Regions from separate parts of the Mus musculus genome. Here all the other regions are linked to region 1. Evidence: chromatin contacts called from public ChIA-PET, HiChIP or PLAC-seq and promoter capture Hi-C data. All regions are on one chromosome and are shown on one strand. The core of a region is the stretch at or near the end of the contact, and the rest is flanking DNA. Distances in the headings are between cores, read along the strand shown. Region 1 holds the start of Pkd1 (polycystin 1, transient receptor poteintial channel interacting). Region 2 holds the start of Kctd5 (potassium channel tetramerisation domain containing 5). Region 3 holds the start of Jpt2 (Jupiter microtubule associated homolog 2). Region 4 holds the start of Pdpk1 (3-phosphoinositide dependent protein kinase 1). Region 5 holds the start of Amdhd2 (amidohydrolase domain containing 2). Region 6 holds the start of Tbc1d24 (TBC1 domain family, member 24). Region 7 holds the start of Ccnf (cyclin F).

Evidence for each region. Promoter capture Hi-C pulls out the DNA fragments that hold promoters and counts their contacts. ChIA-PET counts read pairs in DNA pulled down with a chosen protein or histone mark. HiChIP or PLAC-seq counts read pairs in DNA pulled down with a chosen protein or histone mark.
Region 2: a FOXA1 HiChIP or PLAC-seq map of pancreatic cancer cells shows a contact between it and region 1. The contact joins the promoter of Kctd5 here to the promoter of Pkd1 in region 1. A contact is called at or near these places in 2 of 115 datasets of contacts at active chromatin or transcription factors (memory CD8 T cells and pancreatic cancer cells).
Region 3: a contact with region 1 is called in an RNA polymerase II ChIA-PET map of memory CD8 T cells, with 19 read pairs. The contact joins the promoter of Jpt2 here to the promoter of Pkd1 in region 1. A contact is called at or near these places in 1 of 39 promoter capture datasets (pre-B cells) and 1 of 115 datasets of contacts at active chromatin or transcription factors (memory CD8 T cells).
Region 4: an HNF4G HiChIP or PLAC-seq map of pancreatic cancer cells shows a contact between it and region 1. The contact joins the promoter of Pdpk1 here to the promoter of Pkd1 in region 1. A contact is called at or near these places in 11 of 39 promoter capture datasets (the 3T3-L1 cell line, 3T3-L1-derived adipocytes, the C10 cell line and 7 more), 3 of 115 datasets of contacts at active chromatin or transcription factors (embryonic stem cells and pancreatic cancer cells) and 1 of 9 other capture datasets (pancreatic islet).
Region 5: a contact with region 1 is called in an H3K27ac HiChIP or PLAC-seq map of microglia, with 6 times the contacts expected there. The contact joins the promoter of Amdhd2 here to the promoter of Pkd1 in region 1. A contact is called at or near these places in 9 of 39 promoter capture datasets (the 3T3-L1 cell line, 3T3-L1-derived adipocytes, the C10 cell line and 6 more), 1 of 484 Hi-C or Micro-C datasets (embryonic stem cells) and 7 of 115 datasets of contacts at active chromatin or transcription factors (the SCID.adh cell line, bone marrow-derived dendritic cells, effector CD8 T cells and 4 more).
Region 6: a contact with region 1 is called in a promoter capture Hi-C map of fetal liver, with 2.8 times the contacts expected there. The contact joins the promoter of Tbc1d24 here to the promoter of Pkd1 in region 1. A contact is called at or near these places in 6 of 39 promoter capture datasets (cranial neural crest, fetal liver, frontonasal cranial neural crest and 3 more), 1 of 115 datasets of contacts at active chromatin or transcription factors (craniofacial prominence) and 1 of 9 other capture datasets (adipose tissue).
Region 7: a contact with region 1 is called in an RNA polymerase II ChIA-PET map of memory CD8 T cells, with 102 read pairs. The contact joins the promoter of Ccnf here to the promoter of Pkd1 in region 1. A contact is called at or near these places in 1 of 15 datasets of contacts at CTCF or cohesin (the NIH/3T3 cell line), 1 of 484 Hi-C or Micro-C datasets (CD4 T cells), 2 of 115 datasets of contacts at active chromatin or transcription factors (embryonic stem cells and memory CD8 T cells) and 1 of 9 other capture datasets (liver).

Annotation. Positions count from the first base shown.
Region 1 is chr17:24,548,271-24,551,508 of GRCm38.p6, forward strand. Pkd1 (polycystin 1, transient receptor poteintial channel interacting) reads left to right here and starts at 1,680. Exons shown (of 46, transcript NM_013630.2): 1 at 1,680-2,207. The coding sequence starts at 1,993. LOC115488769 (a long non-coding RNA gene) reads left to right here and starts at 2,214. Exons shown (of 2, transcript XR_003952238.1): 1 at 2,214-3,238.
Region 2 is chr17:24,072,001-24,075,238 of GRCm38.p6, forward strand. Kctd5 (potassium channel tetramerisation domain containing 5) reads right to left here and starts at 1,485. Exons shown (of 6, transcript NM_027008.2): 1 at 1,177-1,485. The coding sequence starts at 1,428. Pdpk1 (3-phosphoinositide dependent protein kinase 1) reads right to left here. Exons shown (of 14, transcript NM_011062.4): 14 at 1,680-3,238.
Region 3 is chr17:24,959,079-24,962,316 of GRCm38.p6, forward strand. Jpt2 (Jupiter microtubule associated homolog 2) reads right to left here and starts at 1,545. Exons shown (of 5, transcript NM_198937.2): 1 at 1,490-1,545. The coding sequence starts at 1,533. It overlaps Cramp1l (cramped chromatin regulator homolog 1), which reads right to left. Exons shown (of 21, transcript NM_020608.3): 21 at 2,148-3,238.
Region 4 is chr17:24,140,091-24,143,328 of GRCm38.p6, forward strand. It overlaps Pdpk1 (3-phosphoinositide dependent protein kinase 1), which reads right to left and starts at 1,504. Exons shown (of 14, transcript NM_011062.4): 1 at 1,347-1,504. The coding sequence starts at 1,370. Gm33409 (a long non-coding RNA gene) reads left to right here and starts at 1,473. Exons shown (of 2, transcript XR_876671.3): 1 at 1,473-2,070; 2 at 2,361-2,508.
Region 5 is chr17:24,162,039-24,165,276 of GRCm38.p6, forward strand. Amdhd2 (amidohydrolase domain containing 2) reads right to left here and starts at 1,695. Exons shown (of 11, transcript NM_172935.4): 1 at 1,544-1,695; 2 at 1,158-1,294; 3 at 938-1,077. The coding sequence starts at 1,626. Atp6v0c (ATPase, H+ transporting, lysosomal V0 subunit C) reads right to left here. Exons shown (of 3, transcript NM_009729.4): 2 at 2,661-2,844; 3 at 1,827-2,570. The coding sequence ends at 2,366.
Region 6 is chr17:24,203,768-24,207,005 of GRCm38.p6, forward strand. Tbc1d24 (TBC1 domain family, member 24) reads right to left here and starts at 1,795. Exons shown (of 8, transcript NM_173186.4): 1 at 1,707-1,795. It overlaps Ntn3 (netrin 3), which reads right to left. Exons shown (of 6, transcript NM_010947.3): 6 at 64-3,180. The coding sequence ends at 2,831.
Region 7 is chr17:24,249,743-24,252,980 of GRCm38.p6, forward strand. It overlaps Ccnf (cyclin F), which reads right to left and starts at 1,667. Exons shown (of 17, transcript NM_007634.4): 1 at 1,553-1,667. The coding sequence starts at 1,568.

The DNA.
Region 1 (3,238 bases), core at 430-2,929:
CATGAAGGAGCTGAGAGAGGTTAAAAGGGTGTCCTTGGAAGTCCTGTGAGAAATTAATTAAGTAGTCTGGTCAGGAGCTTTTAGGAACCTCTCACTCTAGAGTACTGGCCTGAGAAGCGCATGCTACCATGCATGCTCTGTGAGTTGGTTTTGTTTGTTTGTTTGTTTTTCGAGACAGGGTTTCTCTGTGTAGCCCTGGCTTTCCTGGAACTCACTCTGTAGACCAGGCTGGCCTTGGACTCAGAAATCTGCCTGCCCCTGCCTCCTGAGTACTGGGATTAAAGGCGTGTGCCACCTCACCCGGCTTCTGTGCGTTTCAATATATTTAATAAGGCTGTTCATTCACTCGTCTAATTACGGAACAAACATGCTTATTGGCCCCAAAGAACGTCCCACCCCTTTCCTCCAGTCTCAAGGCACTCATCAACTTCCTGTCTTTGTGGACTTTTCTCTCCCTTTTTAATTTAATTTTTCTTTCCCTTTTTGAATATTTCCTGTGTAGTTCTTGGTATTTGGACGTCTAAACATTTTTTTCAAGGATTACTCCCCGGTGCTATGGTTGGAGTCTTTTCTCTCAATTTAATTTTGTCTTTAGCTCCTGCGCACAAGGATCTACAGTACCTGGAGACTGAAGCCTGAGATGGAGCTGCTTGGCGGGTGGGCGGGTGGTACAGCGTCTCCCCAGCACCTCCGCAGGGTGGTCTGCGCGGAGTGGTGGAGGGCACGGCGCTAAACTGCACCCACTCCAGGTGAGCTCAATCTCATGCATCACTTCTGAGCCTCTGCAGCATGCTCTGGCAGAGGTCCATGATATGACGCAGCAAGTATTTATTGACTCAGGTCGGCGGTACTCTCCAGGGTCAGAGAAGACTTGCGAAGTGGAAGCTCGCACAGCTGGCACCCAGAAACTGTAGGTCGCAGGGTTTTTTGTTTTGTTTTGTTTTTTTAATTTATTATCAGTGTAGAGCGCATGCTATGGCCAGGGTGTTGCGGCCAGAGGACAACTTTGTATAAGTTGGATTTGTGTACGTGGATTTCGGGAGAGGACTCAGCTGATTAGGCTTCCTTTATCCGCTAACCGACCCCCCACCTCCACAGGGTTTCTCGGTATATCCCTAGCTGTCCTGGAACTCACTCTGTAGACCAAGCTGGGCTCTGAACTCAGAGATCCACCTGCCTCTGCCACCCGAGTATTGGGATTAAAGTCTTTGCCACCACCACCCAGTGCTGAGCCCTCTCTTCTGCACCTACTAGTGTTTTTAATATTGTGACTGTTGATTGCAGAAGGCTAGGAGCGAAGAAACCTACTGACTCCAAGAAGGCCTCAACAGCCAGAGGACTTCAAGGGGGAACTCGGGAAAGCAGGGTGAATAGCCATAAGCTCTCCAGCCGTTGTGGGTAGGGGACAGCCTAAGCGGGCAGCTGCTCAAACCGCAGCCTGACTCGGGGCTCGAAACGCCGCAGCAGAGGGGGCGGAGCTTCCTCCACCTTCAAGCCTGGTCTGCAGCAGACCCAGCGGTGCAGAAGGCGGGGCCTCCGGAGGACTCCCCTCCCGTGAGACCCCGCCCACCAAGGCTCACGCTCACTGGGCGGAGCCTCTGAGGGCGCCCTTCCTTCAGGCCCCGCCTACTGCAGGATCTGCAATGAAGAGGGCGGAGCCTGTGAAGGCCTTCTCTTCATCCAGTCCCACCTACAGCCAACTTGGAAGCGCAGGGGCGGAGTCTGAGGGCGCCCCGCCCCACGCCGGAGGTGGGGGAGGAGGAGGAGCTGGCGCTGGGTCTGCAGTGCAGCGCGAATGCGCGAGCAGGCGGCCAAGGCCCTGAGGTGCGGCCTGCCCCAGAGCGCTGAGCAGCTGTCGCACCGCAGACGGGCCACGGCCGCCGCGGCATTCAGCCCCGTGCCGCACCATGAGGTCCGCGGGCCCCTCCTGAACTGCGGCTGCCGGCGCAAGGGGCCTCGGGGAACCGGGGCCATGCGCGGGCTGCGCTGACGATGCCGCTCGGCGCGCCTGCTCTCCTGGCGCTGGCCCTAGGCCTGGGCCTGTGGCTCGGAGCGCTGGCCGGAGACCCTGGGCGCGGCTGCGGGCCTTGCCCGCTCCCCTGCTTTTGCGGCCCTGCGCCCGACGCCGCCTGCCGCGTCAATTGCTCCGGCCGCTGGCTGCAGACGCTAGGGCCGAGTCTGCGCATCCCGGCTGACGCCACCGCGCTGTGAGTAGCTGCGCCGAGGCAGTGCAGGCGGGCAGGCGGTTGCCATGGCGGCGGGCGGCCTGGCTAGAGCATCATGACTGGGTCCGGCGGGAGCAGGGCTGAGGTAGATAGAGCCCTTCTGGAGCTTTGCCGGGCTGTCGGCCGCAGAGCGTGGGCGCGGTCCTGAGCTCGGGCCGCAAGACGCAGCGGGGCCTGGCCGCTCCTAGGGCGAGGCTCCAGCAGGGATGTCGGCCCGACTAAATAAGGAAAACCTTGGACCTCAGCCGGCGTGACCCAGAAGAGTAGCCAAAAATCCCAGTTCCTACGAAGACTGACGTTTTACGTTGCGGGGCTCCTCAAACAGGAGCTACAACAGTGCGTGGGGCGTGGTAGGAGGTTGCGGAATAAACGTTAATTAGAGACTAATTGAGGTGTATCCTGGGGTTGGAGATTTCTGTTGGGGCTCAGAGCTGGCCTCTAGGGGAAGAGTCTCGACAAGAATTTTATGGATGTGTAAGAATTGACTATGTTTAAGGGACAAAAGGTTGGTCCAGCGGCCTGGCCTGAGGTTGGCCACACATAGTGACTGCTGGAGAAGTGTTAGGGAGTAGAGGGTGTGATGGATGTGGGCCTCTAGTGGTACTTAGGGAGGGGAAATTGCCAGGAGGGGTTAAAACATTTGCCATTTCGGCAGTTTTGCCTTCTGAAAGTAACAGGCAAATCTCACTGAGAGATCAACATCTTGAACCAGGCTTAACTAGTCTCTTTTTATAGATTATCACACTTAATTCTTAGTCCAGTTCTCTGGCGTAGAGCCAGACCTCTGTTTTACAGGTGAGGAAAGAAGCTTGGAGATGCGATGTATTTTCAAGGTATCACAGCCTAGACATCATAGCTTAGGTTTGGACCTTTGCAGTGTTGGCAACCAGGGTTGGATCAAAAATGTTAAGAGGAGATTGCAGACTGCAGTAATTTGTCTCAGGATTAACTGATTCCAACCGGTTTTTTTTTTGTTTTGTTTTGTTTTGTTTTTGTTTTTTTCCCCCAAGACA
Region 2 (3,238 bases), core at 235-2,734, 480 kb before region 1:
AAAAGCCTATTTCTATCTGTCAGACTTCTGCCATTTTCTAGAAGGCAATCCTCTAAGAGTGAAGAGATTTGGTCAACTCAGTAATGGTAACAGCTGGGAGGAAGGATATGAAGAACTACCATAGTAGTATCTCAAACTCTAACTTCTTGATTATTTTGCAGTAACTCAAGAGTTCATTTCCTGGTCATAATGCCAGGCCTCCCTCACTGAGAAGGTGCTCTGTTAGGCCGTTTAAAGTGCAATGGGCTCGATCTTTCTGGAAAACCTCCTGAGTAGTCACTTTCAGGCTGGCAAGGCACAAAATCAAGCACCATCATGTAGGCTGAACCAGAAAACTCAGTTAGTACAAGGCTAATAAACTGCCTAGGGGGAAAGGGGAGTGAACGATTTGTTCCTAAGTTTCAATCCTGCACAATACTAATTTTTCAGTATGCAGTACGACACACAACTTTTGTAATGATAATAATTGAAATACTTTCTATTACCACAGGTATTAACAGTATTAGCGTTTAATTAAATTAAAGATAGACAAACCACAAACTAAGCTGGAAATCCCTACCCTTTTCAAAGGCGGTGGGGAAATGAAGTCTGAAAAGGAGATGGAAAAAGATTCTCTACCTGGTCTCTTTCACAACCCTAAGATTTTTTGACACCTGGCCCCGAACATGAATTCAATACAAATAATTCATTTATTAGAATTAAACTGACACCTTTGAACATTTCTACTCAGGTGGTACCTTCTAAGAGATGCCGTGCCTGTCCTTATGAATGAGAAGGATAAAGCACAAACTCTGCAAATCACTGGAAAAAGGGTAGTCACTGTGTCAACCCCCATGGCCTACGTTAATTTAGACGTCTGGAATGTGAAAAGACCAGATGAATGCAAAGGGTTCTCAGGTTCCAAAGCCAGCAAATAGTTGGGCGGTGGTGGTCACACACCCTGGGCAAAAGAATCTGGGGAGAAGAAAGTAGGGCCACAGCAAAGCTTGGGTCCTTCTCGACCGAAGAGCATGAAAGAAGAAAGAGGCACTGTTAAACCAAAGGGCCGAGGCAGGTGGGTACCAGAGTGCCATCCTCCCTCCGGCCCGCTCCGCCGGGCGCCCTCATTGTGAAGAGGTGTGTGTCGCGAGTGGCGACTAGGGCGGCCAGACCCCTGCTGACCCGCGAGGCCCTCACCTTGTCCGAATCTAGGTCGGGGTCCGCCTGGCACAAGCGGTACAGGAAAGACTTCGGGTCCCGGCACAGCGTCTGCCGGGTGGTGAGGAAGTAGGTGCCGCCGACGTTGAGCCGGACCCACTTGGACACGCCACCGGGGCGCTGAGCCAGGGCGCCCATCCCAGCGCTGCAGCGGCGGCACAGGCCGCCCCCCAGCCCCGCCCCGAGGCCGCTCGGAGCCGGCGGCAGCAGCTCGCAGTGATTCTCCGCCATGATCCTAACAAGCCCCGCCACAGCGGCCCTTCGCCGGAAGCGTCCGTTCTTTAATACAGCCCCCCTGAGTTGTCCCGCCCATAGGTACGCCCCAATAAAGTGCCCGCCCAGGGCTCATGTGCAAGGCGGAAGTTCCGGCTCGAAAAGCAGGCCGGAGATTACCACTTCCGGCCGGAGCAAGTCTCGGGTTCTCACGAGCATCCTCGGCTCAAGCTCCGCCCCTACTCAAAGAGGCTCCATGGCAAACAAAGTGTACACTCTACATGCTTTTATTACAAGACTACCGAGCATACGAGGGAAATCCATCATCCGGTAATTACATCTAAAGCACAGATATTTGAAAAAAACAAAAAAAAGAAAAGTTGTTTCATTAAATTATATGATTAAACCATGACCAAATAGAAAATTTATATAATAAAGCCAGGAAAAAAGTTGTAAAATATAGTTTACAATAATTATTCACACTCAAGGCTGTACATCAATACATACAACAACGTGGCCCCAAACATGAATTCAATCCAAATAATTCATATATTAGAATTTAAATAACACAGACTGAACTAGAGGCCGACAATAGCCAGCAAATAACCTTATATAAGAATAAAAATACAAAAGTGTATATCCCAGTATCATTGCATTATCTGTTTTCATAAGTATTTTTAATTTTTCCTTTGCCTGTACATCACAGTTACAGCTACAGAACAGGTAGAGAATATTACACATGTTCTAACTGACTGCCACCAACCTGAATGACAGCAATTCATCCTACTGTACGTGGCTAATGGACCAGCCGCAGCAGCTCTAAATACTGTAACAGTTTTTAATTTGCACATGTCCAATCACACTATGGTCGTGGCTTTAACCTGCACAATGACCTACTTGTAGTCATTAACCCAGATGATTAAACTAGGGTGGACTACATGGGGAGGGAAAATTTTGCTATTTGTAAAAACTTTTGTTCAGTTTGGATTCTTCATATGGAAGAAATGAGTTACAGGGAATTTTCAGGTATTCATATTGGTTAATTCATTTGCTTACTGCTGCAAAAGTGCTTTTGACAGAAACAGCTTCCCTCACATTGCAGGCCATTTTTCCACATTCTGACTTATAACCCTGAAGTGTTAGGCCAGAAGCTAGGTATCTTCAGAGGTTCTGAGAGTGGTTCCAGCCCTGTTCAATGTCAGGGCCCTTGTCTTACCTTCTACCCACGAGGTGCTACACCCACTGGCATCAGCACCAGTTTATGTTGGGTTTTGCATTAAAACAAATAGAAACGTGTATAGGAGTATCTTCACCATATTCAGAGTTGCTGTGGCCTCCCAAGTCTCAGATGAACACCCCAGGTCTATAGAACAATGGGGAGAAGCCTTGAGGCAGAGGAGGGCAGGAAACTGATTTCTACACATCTCCAGCCCTAAGCTCTGACAGTCAAGTAACACAGAAAATCTCTGCTGCATGTTTCCAAATTGAACCAGCAGGCCCCACCCAACACAGATAAAGCTACTATCTGATTTGGGTGGGCACTACAGTTCCGTGCAGCACTGCAGCGCACAAGAAGGTTTACATAAGCATCAGTGGGGATACCCATCCTTGGCAATGACAAAGCCTAGCCACTGTGCTGTCCTGAACCAAGACCTGAGGTGTGGAGCAAGAACACTCACAGCTGTACTTTTAGTAAAACTCAATCATCTGTGTGGTTTCTTTTCCAAGAAGAGCTTTGCTATTCTGCTTTGCTACTGATTCCCAAATGGCCCAAATGCATTTCTGAGTCTATAAACTTAATTATGAATTATCCATTAGGCATGTAGCA
Region 3 (3,238 bases), core at 295-2,794, 410 kb after region 1:
TTGGGCAAGAGCAGTGTCCACCTCCATCTCAAAGACAATGGAGCAAGCACAAGCTTCAAAGCCTACAGCAGCAATGCAAGTCTTAAGGTTGCCCCTGCAGGGTCTCACAAATGGGCCTTTCAACAAATAGGGCCCAGAACAATGGCACAGTGTGGCCTTCTGGAAGCCACTAGCAGCCATTAATCACAGTAACACCAGTGGAGTGGAAGGTTCTAGGGCCAGATTAGTCAACTCAGACTTTAGGACCAAATCCATAATTCCAATTACTTTTTCCTTTTGTAGTACCCTTTAAATGTTTCAGTAGAAATACTCAAGTTATCGAGAAAATATAAGGGATATAGGCAAAGATGAAAAGCCAGAGTTCAAATGAACTATGGCACTGGAGAGAAAGAAAATATCGACGGTTGTCAGCGCTCCCAGGCCTCCCTGGAATGATGAGTTTCATAAGAACTAGGAACTAATGAGAAAATCTGGGACAAAGCCATGAGAAATAGACCGGGTGGGGGGTGACGTGTTCTTCATGGTTAGTAATTTTTGTGGATGAATGACAGTAATACCATAACGCTTTTACAGTTCAAACATCTCCAGCACAAGAAAATCCCTCTGCTGAGGAGACAAAAGACAGGGTTAGACGAAAGGAAACCCTGGAGTACAGACAGACCTTACAGACTCAGGCTTTGTAGCAATCAGTCGGACTATGTGCTGCTATCTTCTCCAACCTGCCTAAGTTGCCATCCAAAGCACGCTTTCTATCTAATATGGCCCAGACTGAGGCTTCCAATTGCGCTTCATTATCCAGTTAAGGTAGCTCCCCTTTCCCCCTCATCCCGCTATCAAGTGGGTATTTCCTCCTTTTCCTAAATTCCTCTCCATGGACGCCTACTCAACAATTAACTCCTGGAGCTCGTAAAGTCATTCGAACACCAGTTTCATTTTATCAACTCAAATGGGGATTTCCTCCTTTTCCTAAAATCCTCTCCATGGACGCCTATTCAACAATTAATTCCTGGAGCTCGTAAAGTCATTCGAACACCAGTTTCATTTGATCAACTCAAAGCAGATCAGACAGAAAGCCTAGAGGAAACTGTGTAGGGAAGGTCCCCGCCCAGGGTGTAGCAGTCAGTAGTGCATCCAACAAACACCTGGTCGTGGGTTGGGTCTGAGAACGCTGCCGCTACTCAGCCACATTCAAAGGTCGTCATGACCAACCAAACTGGACAAGGGAAGGGCTCAGGAAGCGGCAAACAGCTCGGAGCGCCCGGCTAGCGTCTGTCCTGAGCAAGCACTTCAGGAGAGCCACGTGTCTTAATCCCGCCGCCCGGTCTCCACTCCGCTCTAACCCCACAGCCTTCCTGCAAGGCCCTGCGGGAGAGCGCGCACAGTATCCTCAGGGGAGCCCCGCGCCACACCCACCGCACTTGTAGGGTCTCCCGCCCGCCACGTGGCTGCGGCTATGCGCCCACCCGGGCCCCAGCACCGGTCCGCGCACCTGGAACCCGACTTGCCAGCTTGGCTGTCCGCGCCCTGGAACATGTCGGCCGCCGCCCCGCGCTTTCACAGCCGCCGCGCGGCGGTTCCCGCTTGGTCCCGCGCAGGTACCCTGACCCGCCCAAGCCAGTTGGACGCCTCTCGCGCCAATCATGTCTCTGCAGCCTATCGTAGAGTCGTGCCCCACTCCTCCCTCCCGCCCCCAAGGAGAGGGAGGCTTGGAGGCCCGCATCGCGCTTACAGCCGATTGGCTGCAGGGGGCGCCTCTCATGGCCTCAGGCGTGGGCATTGGTTCACAGCTCGCCCCACCCCCAGCCAACACGCCTCCGCATGCGAATCCGCATTTTCTGGCCGACCTATCCCGGGCTGGATGGCACTAGGAAGTTTCTGGCCGGTGGTAGCGGAAGGCTTCTTTGGGGTTACAGCACCTTCGGGAGGAAAGGTTCATGGAAGCGCACAACATACCCATAACAGAAGCAGCGAATTCTGTAATGAATTCCGCATTCAGCGGTCACTCAATCGCTGAATCTCTGATGCCTACCTGTTTGCTCACCCTCACCTCCAGGGCACCTCCAGGCCTTAGAGCTCATCTCATTACACTGTGCCTGTTGGAATACCCTAAGCATACTGGCTTTGAAAGCAGGCACAAAAGACAGACATTAGATGAAGTATTAGTATGTATTTATGCACAATAAAAACATTTACAAGCCGAACTGGAAATTTTAGCCGAAGTTTTAACAGTTCTTGTTTATTAAATAACCAAAACACCTTTTATTCCCAAAAAATTGGTAAAGAATAAATAATGTAATTTACAATATGGTACAAAAAATAATCAGAAGGACAGGCATTCTGCTTTATACATACACTGTATATTTATAGTCTATAAAACAAATTCACATCTCAAGCCGGAAACCTCAGATGATATGGCTTAACGATTATCAAAGCAAACAGCACTGAGCTCTGCCTGCTGGGGGCACCCCTCCAGCCAGTGATCTTACGAAAGAATAAGGGTCTGGCTGGGGCAGTGCTTCCAAAACTGGACTGACCACACCAGGCTAGCCTCTGGGAAAGGTATACTGTGGGTTTCTTTCCTTTTTTAAAGTGTTTTTTTTTTTTTTTTAAATTAAGACAAAGTACGGTATTTCCTCATGAATGCATCTGGGAGATTTGTTTTTAAAGTACATAAAACAATTTCCTTCTAAACTTATTTTGACCATTTCTAATAATATGGTTTGGTTAAAAATGCTATTGAACTGAATGACACCTCCCCTAGCAGAGGCTATCACAAGGAATGAAAAAGAAGAGGAGGGTAGGAAAAAAGGTTGACCAACAGATGAAATGTCCCAAAGTCCCACTCCCTGAGCAAGTACTATGCCCGACAGGATCTATGGACTTCAGCTCGCCTGAGCATCTTCTCTAGGACACAATCCATGCCAAGCACCAAAGATACAGGTTCCCCATCTTTTAAAAAGATGAATCAACATGTCTAAGAAACATTAATATTAACAAAAGATTTTCTCAAAGAATGACCGCATGTAAGTCACACTAAGTTCCAATGAGGAGAGGAAGCCCGAGTGAACGCCAACCATCCAAACTGATGGAAGGAAGAGAAGGAAGATGTAGAACCCAGGAGCCTGCCTTGCTGTTTTTGTTTTGTTTTTTAAAAAACTCTAACCTTTAGCAGTTTTCAGGTTTTATGCATGGATATTTGCTTACGCTGGGAGACGTTGTATCCACTGATTCTCTGCTA
Region 4 (3,238 bases), core at 254-2,753, 410 kb before region 1:
ACACATTGCAAAAGCATCTCTGTGTCAAAGTTCACTTCATAAATATCCAAAGTACTGTCACTCTGACTTCCACGATTCATGTTTTTGCGTGCTAGCCCAAGCACCCCGGGGTAAAGACACAAGTGTTGCAACACCCTTTTTTGCCTTTCACCATTTTTCTCAGCTGGATAGGTCCTCCTCCTTTTAGAATTTGGATTAATTACCATCCATCTCACAGTAGAGGGTTATAACTTCAAGTCCATGGATGAGATGCAGAAGGCTCTTGAGCCTCTGGTAGCAACAAAATTCCGTGCAACTGTGTATGCTTCTCAAAAGGAGCCCATACTTTGATTCTTAAAGGGGCTCATGACCCTCCAAAAACCACTACCACAGACACATCCTAGACCATACTGAACCAAGTGAGTTTCTTCAGTCCCCTCGAATAAAGAGACCAACAACCCTCTTCCCATCCCGCCCCACTCCCTGAAAGCTGGAGTGAGGATCGAACCCAAGAGCCCTGAACATGTGAAGCAAGCAGATTACCACTGAACCACAGCCCTAGCCCAAGGAGGTTTGCCTTTTGAACCAAATCTTGCTCGGCGTCTGACATCTTCTCATCAGCCACTTCATATCTCATACAAGGCAGACACGCTGATCTAAGAACTCTAAAACTTACCAGAAAATACAACTATGGATACTTATTTAACAACACAGAGAAAACAAACATTTCACCCAACAAGTGGTTGGTTTTGTCGTCCTCGTCCTTCCGCCCGCCCCCCCCAACCCCTCCTCCCTGTCAAACTTAGGCTGCCCTCGCTGGGGCCTCTAAGCCCGGCCTCCCAGGGCTTCCCACCTCACTGAGCGTAGAACTGCAGGCAAGAGGAGGACCGAAATGCCCCGCTGACCAAGAATCTGGAAAGGAGCCTCCAGCATCAGGTGCTACAAGCAGGAACTCACATCTCCTGCTTCCCAGGAACCTCCTCCAGGTAAAGGATGGAGAATGCTCCTCCTCGGGCAGGACCTCAAGGTAAGCCCAGAGGCTCGGCTCCAGGCTGCACAGAGCCGAAAACAAACTTTCCAGGCACTTCCACCCCGCCCGACCGGGTGACACCTCCCGGCCTCCCCCGCCCTCCGTGCCCTGTCAGCGCCCCCGGCTGCCGCCGACAGCCCGAGCCGGGGCCCGCATTCCCTGCCGCAGCCGAGAGGAACCCTCGGCCGGTGCCAACAGTCTTGCCCGCCACCCAGCCGCAGGTGAGGCGCCGCCCGGCCCGCGACACCGGGCCGCCCCGCCTCGCCCAGCAGAACCCAGGCGACCGCCACGCTCCCGGGTAACGGACCGGTGCGCCCTACAGCAGCCGCGCGCTCACCAGCTGGCTGGTGGTCCTGGCCATGAGCCCCAAGTCGGCGCGGGCGCCTCCCCCGCAGCGTTGCGCTGCTCGGCGCCTCCTCAGCGTCCTCCTCCCCGCGGCGGAGCCCCAGCAATGGCCGCCCTCATCCTGCGCCCGCCCCGCCGCCTGCCGCCCCCAGCGCCACCCCGCCCCCGCGCGACGCTAAGCAGGACTTCCGCGACGTAGCCGCCGCTCCTCTCGCCCATTGGTCAGTATAGCTGTCATTGGCGGCGGGCCGTGAGGGCCCCGCCCCCGACCAAGAGCCGTATTTCCGGGTTGGGGCCCGGCGCGCTTGTCGAGGGAGGCTGAGCGAGCCAATCAGAAGTGACGGGGAGGGGCCGGGGCCGGAGCGCCGAGCTGTCATCCGCGTTCCCTGTCAGGTAAACTGAGGCTCCGTAGCCAGCGGGCCAAGGTCACGCCTGGGGCAGCAGCAAGGCTGAGCTCGAACCTACTGCCAGGACAACTTGAATCTGATTCACAGGTCACGAGTAATCTGGGAGAGAAATTGGGCTATGATTTGAAGCAGAAAACAAGCCGTCCTGTCACTCCTGATGAACCTGTTTTTGCCAATATTTTGATGGACGTCTTTGTGAGCTTGCTTTTTTTTTTTTTTTCCTTTCCCAGCAGGATCTCACTATCGAGAACAGACTGGCCTCCTACTTGCGGCAATCCTGTCTCAGCCTCCCAGCTGCTGAAATGACAGGTATGCCACATCCTCCTTTAGTTGTCATTATGACAACCGCTGTAGATGTTTTTTTAAATTATGGTGAAACGCATACAATTTTTGTAAACTTTTTGCGCTGTGTGTACAGTGTATGTGTGTGTCCACTTTGTGGGTTTGTCAGATGTCTTCCTATACCAGTCGCTACCTGGAACTTGCTGATCCCTCTTGGCTGGCTGGCTGGCCAGTGAGATGCAGTGGTCCCCCTGTCTCTGTTTTCCCAGGGGTGAAGGTACAGACACACCCCCACCATCTCCAGCTTTCTTTTACAGGAGTGCTGAGGACTTGCCTGCATAGCAGGCATCATACTGAGCCATCTCTACAGACCTTCCCCATTTTTTTTTCAGTGTTGGGAATTAACTCAAGACCTCACACATGCTAGATCATCTCAAAATTAAATGTTTCTAAATTACACCCATAGCCCTTGCGCCCTTTGTTTTTTGTGGTGTTTTTGAGACAGTGTCTCAGTATGTAACCCTGGCTAGCCTGGACATCACTATGTAGACTGGGCTTGTCTTGAATTCATGATCTTTCTGCCTTAGATTTCCTAGTGCTTGGGTATAGGTATTCACCACCCTTTCCAGATATTTGTCATTTGTGTAAAATAATTTAAAGTGCTGAAAATTACTGTGAGTATTCAGCCTTAAATGGGGCATCTAGAACCAGGTCATAGTGGCTTATTCCTTTGATCTCAGCACTCAGGAGGCAGAGGCAGGGCTACACAGAGAAACTCTGTCTTGCAAAACAAACAAACACAAGATAAATAAAAGGGAGCATCTATATGAGTCCCCCTCCAAATAAGGCTTAGGGAACCTTGGGAATGTAAGAGGAGCAATGCTGAGAAATGCTGACTCTGACCCTGATGTGGCCTGGCACCGAGGGTCTCACCACTGCTGTGCTCACCTGCATAGGATCAAGCCAGTCAAAGTTCCAGCACCGACAGGAGGGGGCCTCACCAGGCTTGCACCTGTCTCCATGGTTACTGGCAGCTGATGGCCATTAGGGAAAAGCCATTCTTCCTTGAGGTGTAGCCACTAGAAGGTTGACCATGCTCAAGAGGACAACAACACACACATGCACACAGACAGCACTAACCAGACTCAGGAGGTTGCTAAAAGAAACTACCTGCCTCACTCCAAAGAGTTTAAAT
Region 5 (3,238 bases), core at 445-2,944, 390 kb before region 1:
AGTGACGCCTATGCAGCCCAGGGCACAGCCCACACTCAATACCCACAGTTCCCTCCTCTGCTTCTGTGTCTACACAACCAGAAAGGAAGCCACGGGCAACCACACACTCCCTGATCCTGTCCTGGAAGAAAAACTGGCTGCGGCGATTGACAACAGGAACAGAGAAAATCCATTCGAGTATGGATAACAGCATTCATTTACTAAATTCGTCAACTGTGTTGCATAAGAGAATACCACGTTTTTAAAGCAAGAGTTCAGGTCTAAGGGATAAACCCGCAGAGAACACATGAAGACAGCAACCTAAACAAGCTTCCTTAAAACTGGGAAAACTAGCCTGGCGTGGTGGCACACGCCTTTAATCCCAGCACTCGGGAGGCAGAGGCAGGCAGATTTCTGAGTTTGAGGCCAGCCTGGTCTACAAAGTGAGTTCCAGGACAGCAAGGTCTATACAGAGAAACCCTGTCTCGAAAAAACAAACAAACAAACAAAAACCGGGAAAACTGTGGGAGAACCTTACATGAAATTTGGAACAAGACAACAGACCTCCTGCTAAGATAGAAGGTGGAAGGGTGAGGACAGAAGCCAGTCCACAGCAACAGCAGCTCTTTCTGAAAGGCTTTTTCATGTGAGTCACACAGCATAAGCAGGTTAGGGAGGAAGAGCTAGACAAGAGACAATGGCTGTGGCAGAATTCCAGGCGACCTTAGTTCAGGAGACCCAGAGGCTGCCTACAGGGCGTTGGGAGGGCGTGGCAGATGAGAACCGGGGCAGGAAACGTGAGGACAACCGCACTGGCAGTTGCAGAGACCAGGCAGAACCCAACTGAAAGTGAGGCGGATCCCCCTCGGACCCAAGTCCAGGAAGCCCAGATTCGGGTGAAGGAAGTGGTCCTTTCCTGAGGGCCCCTTTGCTCAGGGGTAGAACGGCCTCATCTCACCTTGTGATAAACCTCTGGTGGGGAGGTGACCAGGGTGGGACAGAAGGAGGTGACACCGTGGGACAGGAGCCTCCGGGCCACTAGGGCGACCCCCGAACCCACGTCCTCCGTAGCCTTGGAGAAGTCAACACCAAATCCACCTGTGGCCACAGAAAACAAGGGGGGTAGCACAGTGCTCGGAGCTCCTGCCCTGGGTTCCCTGGCCCGAGCCAGGCCGCACCGTTGATCTGCACATCGATAAAGCCAGGCGCCAGGATGCGGCCTCCGCAGTCCCGCTGCTCATCAGCCACACGCCTCTCCTCAAAAAACAGCTTTTCTGGGTCCAGGATTCGGCCCCCGCGCACCCACAGATCCTCCCTGAGGGCAGAGTAGTAGGCACTTGGATCACCACCAGGCCCTGGAACCAAACCCTAGTTCTATCTCGCACCCAGCTTGTCCCTGCACCCACTATTCTTCTTGGTCCCGGCCACACACCCACGATAGTCCCGCCCTCCACATTCCTGCCCCTTTCAGGGCTTATGCCCTACACTATCCCCATCTCTGCACCCCGCACTGGCGTATCATCAGCTCTATACCCAGCCTAAGCCTGCACCATGCAGCCCAGACCTGAGGAGCGTGCCGCCACGCAGGATGCGGCAGTTGGTGAACTGGAGCACCGGGGCCCCCGCTGCGCACTGCCCGCTACGCATCGTGAGTCGCGCCGAACCCAGCAAGCTTTGGGCGCAAGCCGGCAGAGCCCGGAGCAGCCGTAATCGGAAGCGGGGCCAGGTCGCATCACGTGACTCTCAGCTGAAGGGGCTGTCACGTGGCCGCGGTGCTCACGTGGTGGCGACCACATGATGACAAACCCTGCCAGGCCCGCCCACAGAAGCGCCAGAACACAAGCCAGTCACATCCGAGAACTTTTATTGGACACAGCTGGGAGCCAGCTCTGAGGAGCAGTAGCACTCTATCCTCCACCCTGGCTGTTCAGGGCAGGGGGAAGGGTGGCTCCATCCAAGGAGTCTCAGCAACAGGAACCCCACAAGGCAACAGTCTACTAATGATTACTATATAGTTGGGAGACAGGAGCTGCTCCACAGACGCATGAATAGGTCAAATCTTTTATAAATAAACATCCAGTGAAGAGAAAAATGACAACTCTAGTTCATTCTTATACACAGGAGCACTCTAGGGCGATGGGTGGGGTAACCAGAGGCTGACTTCGTCACTGGTCAGGGGCCTGGGTGGGAGATGAGTGGGCCCGTATGTCCACAGCACGGTGCAGTAGGGGCAAGGCGGGGGCGACAGACAATGGGCACTAGGACACTGCACATTTACAAGACCAACTACTGAGGGGCAGCTGCCCGTGCATGTGTCAGGCTGTTCGTTCTGGAATGAGGAGGGGTGATCTTTACATCCTATCCTGTGACTGATGGTGGAAAAGGACTACTTTGTGGAGAGGATTAGGGCCACGATGAGACCGTAGAGGCCAAGCACCTCCGCAAAGATGAGGATCAGGATCATGCCCACGAACAGTCGAGGCTGCTGGGCAGTGCCCCGAACACCAGCATCTCCGACGATGCCAATGGCAAAGCCAGCAGCCAGGCCACTCAGCCCCACACTCAGGCCAGCACCCAGTTGAAGAAAACTCCTGGGGAGAGAAGAGACACAGGTTGTCAGCAATCTGCCTGTCCACAGGACAATGAAGCACTTCACCTGGGAGGAAAGGCCCAGCACTCACCTGTAGAGGGTGATGCCATCAGTCAGGGAGTTAGCGATAAGTACTGCCACCACCAGGCCGTAGATGGCGATGATCCCAGCCATAACCACTGGGATGATGGACTTCATGATCAGCTCTGGCCTCATGACTGACATGGCTGCGATGCCAGTGCCACTCTTGGCTGTGCCATAGGCGGCTCCCATGGCTGTGGGAGGAGAGAGTAAGTGAGCCCAGAGCAGCTTTTTCCATTCTGCTCCCCAGGTTCCCACCCATTACAAGAACTGAGGCGGGCAGCCAAGCAAGAGCAGCAGCCACTTCTCTTCCCACTAGCAGAGCCATACCTCCAACCTCCTGCTCTACTTCCGCCTGCAGTTCTTCCTGTGGTCATGGGGGCTCGTTTGCTGTGAAACCAGACTTTGTTCCCTAGCACTCCCCTTCCCTAGCTTGTGATCTCTGGCAACATAGTCACGTGGAAGAGGCGGCTGGGCCAAGGAGAGCCTTGCTCGAGACTCTGGCAATCCCTGTCCCACACCCTAAGCTCCAGGCACTTCCAGCATAAGAGCTACATGTCAGCTGCCCAGAGGCCACTCCAGTGTCAA
Region 6 (3,238 bases), core at 545-3,044, 340 kb before region 1:
ATTTAGAGTTGTCAAAACAGAAAAGGTATGCTCAAACAGGTAGAACATTCAACAGGGCAAATCTTTTTTTTTTTTTTTTTACAACCCACTTCATTGTCTTGTGTACTTTAAACACTTTACTATGTCTTCAGAGGTTGGCTCAGTCTCTAATAAGGATTAGGAGCAATGCTGTGTGCCCAAGGTCACTGAGACTTGCCAGACAGTCCTGGCAAGGGTGGTTACTCAGAGCTAGTAGGGAACACAGGCAGGTGAGTTTGCACTCCCAGGGAGGTAAATTTGATTGTTGTTATGAAAACCCTACCTAGATTACTAGAGTACTTCTGCAAACCCAAAAGGTCACCCTTAATCCAGCCAAAAGCCACTACATTGCTAGTTCACTAGTTGACATGTAGCATTCAAAAAGTGGCATCTTTATTCCCTCCAACAAGCACTTAAGAGAGTGCCTGGCTAACTGAATGCCAGACCATGGGGGAACAGGGACAACACGATGTGGCTCCAGGCCTATCCACACGCAGACTAGATTCTAAATACAGCTGTCACTACCCTAAGTCTTTATCTGAGTACTGGGGAGATTAGGTGAGGATTAATCATCAAGGAAGCACACAGAGCCCTCATAGCACTCAATATGAATGGTCACTATCAAATATTTGAAATTTCTTAACCATTTGTCGTCTGGGTTGGTCTTGACACCAACCCAGAACTGACATCAGATAGAGCTTGAGAGAACACAAATACAGCCATCTCCACAACAATTCAGTGAACAATGACAGGTGCCTATTGGGGACAGGGGTGTGAAAATGAGAATGGAGTCATTGTCCCCAAGTAGATGACATGGCAACGCATGCCATGGGACAGTTGTACCAACTGCCTGGGAGTAGCTTGCTGACCTTCCAGCAGAACATGGTGAGACAAGGAAAATCCTTTATTTACCTTGGAAAGACAGCAACACAACCGCCCAAATGGCCAACCTATGCCTGCATATGTCCGGGCTGGGCTAGACAATCTTTGGCCTTTAAAGTTAGCCCAGTGAGTCCCCATCCAAGAAGGCCAGAGCACTATTTCTGAACTGAGTCAGGTCTGTCAAGGAAAATCTGTGGTCAGGCTGCCAGCACCCAGCAGACTGACTTCTGTCATGTGCAGCCCACCCCGTGTGGTGCCAGCTCTGCCCTCCAGCTGTTATTCAAAACTCCTGAAGCACAGGGCCAAGCTAAGGCACAGGTGACCAAGGCATGTCAGGGACACTGGCTGGATAGGGCTCTCAGGCTGGGAAAGTCCCTAAGCTTCAGGTGGGCAGTTGTGTCATCTTTGGCAAGTGAAGGGCCTGGGTTGTTGCAGGTCTCCGAGGGCAAAGGTATATGAACACTGCTGCAATTTCGAACGAATACAGAAAGAGGATTTCCTATTCCGCAGGGACGGAAAGTGCCCCAAGGGAAGGTTGACACAGAGGCAGTTCTTGCCCACGACACAGAGCCCAGAGAAGGCAGGGATGATCGAGGAAAGCCGGGCCTGCCCAAAGGGTTCTGACTCCGGGGCCCACGTCACGCACGCAGCATTAGACTCTGGAGCCCCCTAACCCGCAGCGACCAAGACACGGAGCACAACCCGTGCCCCCCTCCCTCAGTACATCCGTGCCGCCGGTCAGCGCACCGTGGCAGTGACACCCCCACACCCCGCGTCCAGCCGCCACGCCCCCGCCGCGCACCCACCTCGGCGCGCCGCACCGCACCTCTCCCTTCGGCTCTCCGCTGGACCGCACTGGACTTTCTGCGCACGCGCGTAGGCGGCCCCGCCCCACAAGCACGCGCTTGCGGGCTGCCCACCCCGAGTGCCCCGCGTCTCAGTGCTGCCGGCTCTGAGCATGCGCATTTGCGCCCGGCGGCGGCCAAGTCGGGAGCATGCGCTAGCCAAACAGCGGTTCCCGCGCTAAGGGGCGGGGGCTCGCCTAAAGAGGTGGGGACCCTAGCGCCTGGTGTAAGGCAAAGTCACGGACGACTAGAACTCCGACGGCTGCCCGTGGAAGTCGCCTCTGGTCCGGTCACACGTGGACCTGATCTGCCCCTTCTCGACGTCCAGTCTTGAGCGGATAGAGTGTAGGGCTCCTAGCTAGGGGCAGGACCTGTGTCATGGAGCCAAGAGGCCAAGACTGGTAGGAGTCGTGGTAGAAAGCGACAGCTGGATGGACCCCAGAAAAGGGTACAACGGAACAAGAAAGATATGGGACACAGGCAGTGATGCAGCTGCGGATGGGGACACGGTCACGTGACCGGCAGAGGCAGGCCAGAATGGATATGGGGACAAGATCCATGACACTGGACAGGGGAGCCTACAATACTCTTTGTACATTCCCGGCTGGAGGGCAGAGACGTCGCTGTCTTGGCTGTGCAATTGAGCCACAGCCCCTGCAGCGGTGTACAGGCAATTATGGTGGCAACAGTGGTTTTGGAGAGGTTGGAGAACTCTAGTGTATCACAGCATCAGAGAGTTGATGAATCACATTGGCCCGTGGGATGTGCTCAAACCCCAGAGGGATCATCCTAGCATCCCCTGGGAATAGGCGGGTTCACACCTTTAAGAGACGTCGGGTATCAGCCAAGAGGGATAAGATCAGGGTCCTCTGAGCTGCCCTAGGAGCCTCCAGATAGCTCTTAGGGGCCATCATACTCCTCTAAGTTGGGGGTAGGGTATCGCCAAATAGGTTTCAAGCGGGGATGGGGGTAGGGGGAAATTAGATGGCGATGCACGTGACACTTCCAGCCTAGTGCTCTGATGAACGCGCCGCGCCCAGTGATAAGAGAGCTGAGTCCGCCCAGTCCACGCCCAGCTTGCAGATTCAGGCGGTCCCGCAGCGCCCCCGCCGCTCTCTCCTCTGCAGCCTCCGCAGGCGCCGGGTCCAGGCGTCTCTCCAAGGCAGCACGAGGCTTCCACGGGCAGCACTGAGCCCCTGTCCCCGGCCCGCTGTGCTCCCAGCTGCAGCCCCCGGCCCACCTCCCAGCAGCAAGTAACGCCGGCCGGGCAGGAGGCGCGGGCAACCGCAGGCCGCGTCTAGAGTTGGTACCCACAGCGCGCTGCTCCCGCGTCGAGCGCGTTCCTCGCCGCTGCGGAACACAGCAAGCACCGCTACCGGAAAGCGTGTCCACGAGCCGCGGGCCTCACCGCGTGCACCCACTGCCACCTGCACCGCTGCGGGGGGGGCGTGGAAAAGCGATCAGGTTAAGTGGGGCAGGGCCGGAGGGGTCTG
Region 7 (3,238 bases), core at 417-2,916, 300 kb before region 1:
TTGAATGTTGGAAATTTTCTAATCCAAGATCTACATGACAACCAGAGCTGGAGAAAGCAGTCGACACTGATGAACATTCAGTTTTCCTTGAACTGTACTCAAGAAGGTACTTTTGGGGCCAAGAAACTGCTCAGCAGTGAAGGCTAGCTCACAACCAGTCAGTAAGATCCCTTGGACTTTTGCTATAGCCCAGGCTGGCCTCAAATTCACTAACATTAGCTGAGGTTACCCTTGAACTCCTGATTCCCCTACCTCTACCTGCCAAGTACTGCATTCTAAGTATTAGTCACTATGGCCAGCTTACATTGTTTATATTTGAACATGTGACTATCAGCATATGGTTGACCAAGGGACTTGCATAGCATAGACTGGGAACTCAAATTAGCAGGCCGTTCTGTAGAACATGGAGGCCAGATCCATCCCAGAGCAGCTCTCAGCTTGGCAGATGGTGAGAGCTCCCCAGTCCCCAAACAGAGGGGTCTTCCACACTCAGCTTACAGTGCAAAATCACCCCTTCCTAGCACCGTGGACCCTTTAATACACTCAGTTCCTCATGCTGCAGTGACCCCCAACCATAAAATACCTTCATTGCTACTTCATAACTGTAATTTTGCTACGGTTATGAATCTTAATGTAAATATCTGATATGCAGGATGTCTGATCTGCAACTCCTGTGAAAAGGTCGTGTGACCCCCCCAATGGAGTCGCGCCCACATGTTGAGAACTCAGGCACACAGCAACTGGACCCAGACATGCTCTTCAGATGAGCTCTTCTCCTCCACAGTGGGTTGTTCCAATATTTACTTCAGCAATTCATTCTTCATTCAACGCCTATGGCTTTTTTCCCTATTTCACAAAGGGCCCCCACATTACCCCCCCCCCCCAAGGTCCTGCCTTCCTACTTATAAATGCGCCTATCTTTCTACCTATTTTTCCTCCTCACACTGAGGCAAAAGTGGCTGACCTCGGGCTTTCCATCAGGAGGTCTCTAAGAGACTGTCCACTCCCAAACTCTTCACCTGAGTCTTATTGGAAACCAAATTTACAGCAAAGGCCAAATGTATACCCAGAGAGCTATAATTCCCAAACATTCTAAGAATATTATCATAACAGTTTCTTGACTCGTGTGCTCTAGAGCATGTCTGGAAGTGTTTAACCACTCTAACAAGTGAAATCGCACCCCCAGGTCGTGAGACGTTTTCACGGGGCAGATCCTGTGGCCTCAGCCAACCCTCAGGTGATCAAGCCGCCCACAAGAGTCCGGACAGGGCCTGAGATCGCTCTATATCGTGTGGATTGCCCACGACTTCACAGATAAGTAAAATCGTAGTTTGCTAAGTAGAGAACCTAAATAGCCCTGGGGTAACAGGAGAGGCATAGGCGCCGGGCGGGCATTTAAACCGCGCGGGCGGGCTCGCAGTCGGGGATACGTGCCTACCCCGTGCTTTGGGGGATGCGACGCGCACTCCCGGGTCACAGGGGCCCGAGTCCATGCTCCTCCGGCCTCCGTTCCGTATGACCTATCGCCTACCCGGCTCCCGCCAGCACTCACCACCGCCGCTCCCCATCGCCGAGCTCCCTCCACTGCCGCTTTAGACCGCTCTCAAGCGCGCCCGCGCCTGGGGCAAGTGCACGGAGCGCCTCACGCAGGCGCGGGCCCCACCCCCGCCCCGTTTTCAAACGCGCCGGGAGCTCCTACTGGTAGGACCACAGAGTTACGCCCCCCAGATCACTAGCCTCTCCTGCCCCGCAGGCTCTGGGCATTTGTGATTGGCTACACCAGGACGCGAATTCAAACGCTGGCTGTCTATTGGCTTATCGCTCGTGGTTGACCCGCCTTCTCCGCTGGGCGGGGGACGGAGGAGTTCAGCTGGCGCCGGCGGGCTATCCTAAAAAGCCCGCCCGGAGGCAGAGAGGGCTGGTCTTCTCCCTCCAAGACTTGTCCTACCGTCCGGAGTTGGTCGTGGCTTACTACCTGTCCCTCCCACGCGAGCTTCCGGCCGAGGAGACTGCATTTGGAGGCGCCAACTCCAACACTGATGTGGAAATTGCAGAAGCTGGGCTCCGATGCCGGGCAGCCACAGCCACAGTCACAGTCTGCTGAGCGATGTGTTCACTCGAGTACATGTTCCGTATTCTCATGAGATGATCTGTCGAGAAAAGACAAGTGGTCTCTTGAGGGTGGAGAGCGAGGAATAGGCCCAGGCTTATCCCCACAGCTTGGGTCAGCCTTCATCCCCTCCCCGAAGCCAGCATGCTCACTGTATCTGACCTGTGCTGGAAGCTGGATAGCAAGACCTCTAGTGGGTCTGAGACAGTTAATAGGGAATGGCTGTTCACAGCACAGAATATTAGAGAACCCTAGAGCAAGACTTGGGATTTGCTCCCCATTGCTGCTGATCTCCATGGGGAACCCTCACACTGTCTCTTTTCCGGAAGACTATACTGTTTTCCAATTTGTTACTTTTTCTTTTCTTCGAGACAGGGTTTCTCTGTGTAGCCCTGGCTGACCTGCAACTCACTCTGTAGACCAGGCTGGCCTTGAACTCAGAAATCCGCCTGCCTCTGCCTCCCGAGTGCTGTGATTAAAGGCATGTGGCACCACCACCCAGCTACTTTGTTACTTTTTTATCTTCCTCCTTTTGTACTTTGTTACTTGGGACAGAAGTGCTGTTTTCAGAATTTGCTTTTGGTAGCCTCTGGAAGGTATTAAAAAAACTAAATCTAACAATGAGCAAACCCGCTGTCCATCACATTTCAGAATACATAACAATCTATCTGGTCCCCTGGTTAATCAGAGTTACAAAGTCATCAGTTGATCAGTTGTCTTTTTTTTTTTTTTTGCTCTACCTTGTTTTGTATCCTACTCAATTTCAGTTTCTATTATTTATTGGAGGCGGGTTTTGTTGGTTTTGATAAAGGGTCTCCCAATGCCCTTCAGCTAACAACCTGACACTGCTTAGAGTCATCTGAGGGAGACTCAGTTATGTGATTGCCCATATCAGACTGGTCTGTGGCCATGTCTGTGAGGGATTGGTATGATTGATGACTGAGAGGGTTCAGCCTCTCACCACCTCTGGTGGTGCCATCCCTAGGTAGGTGTGTCTAGGCTATATAAGAAAGCTAGCTGAGCATCAGCCAGACAGCACTGGTCCATGGTCCTGCCTTGGTTGAGCTCCGGCTCTGACTTCCTTCAATGATGGGTTGTGACCTAGAAGTGTAAGACAAATAAATTGTT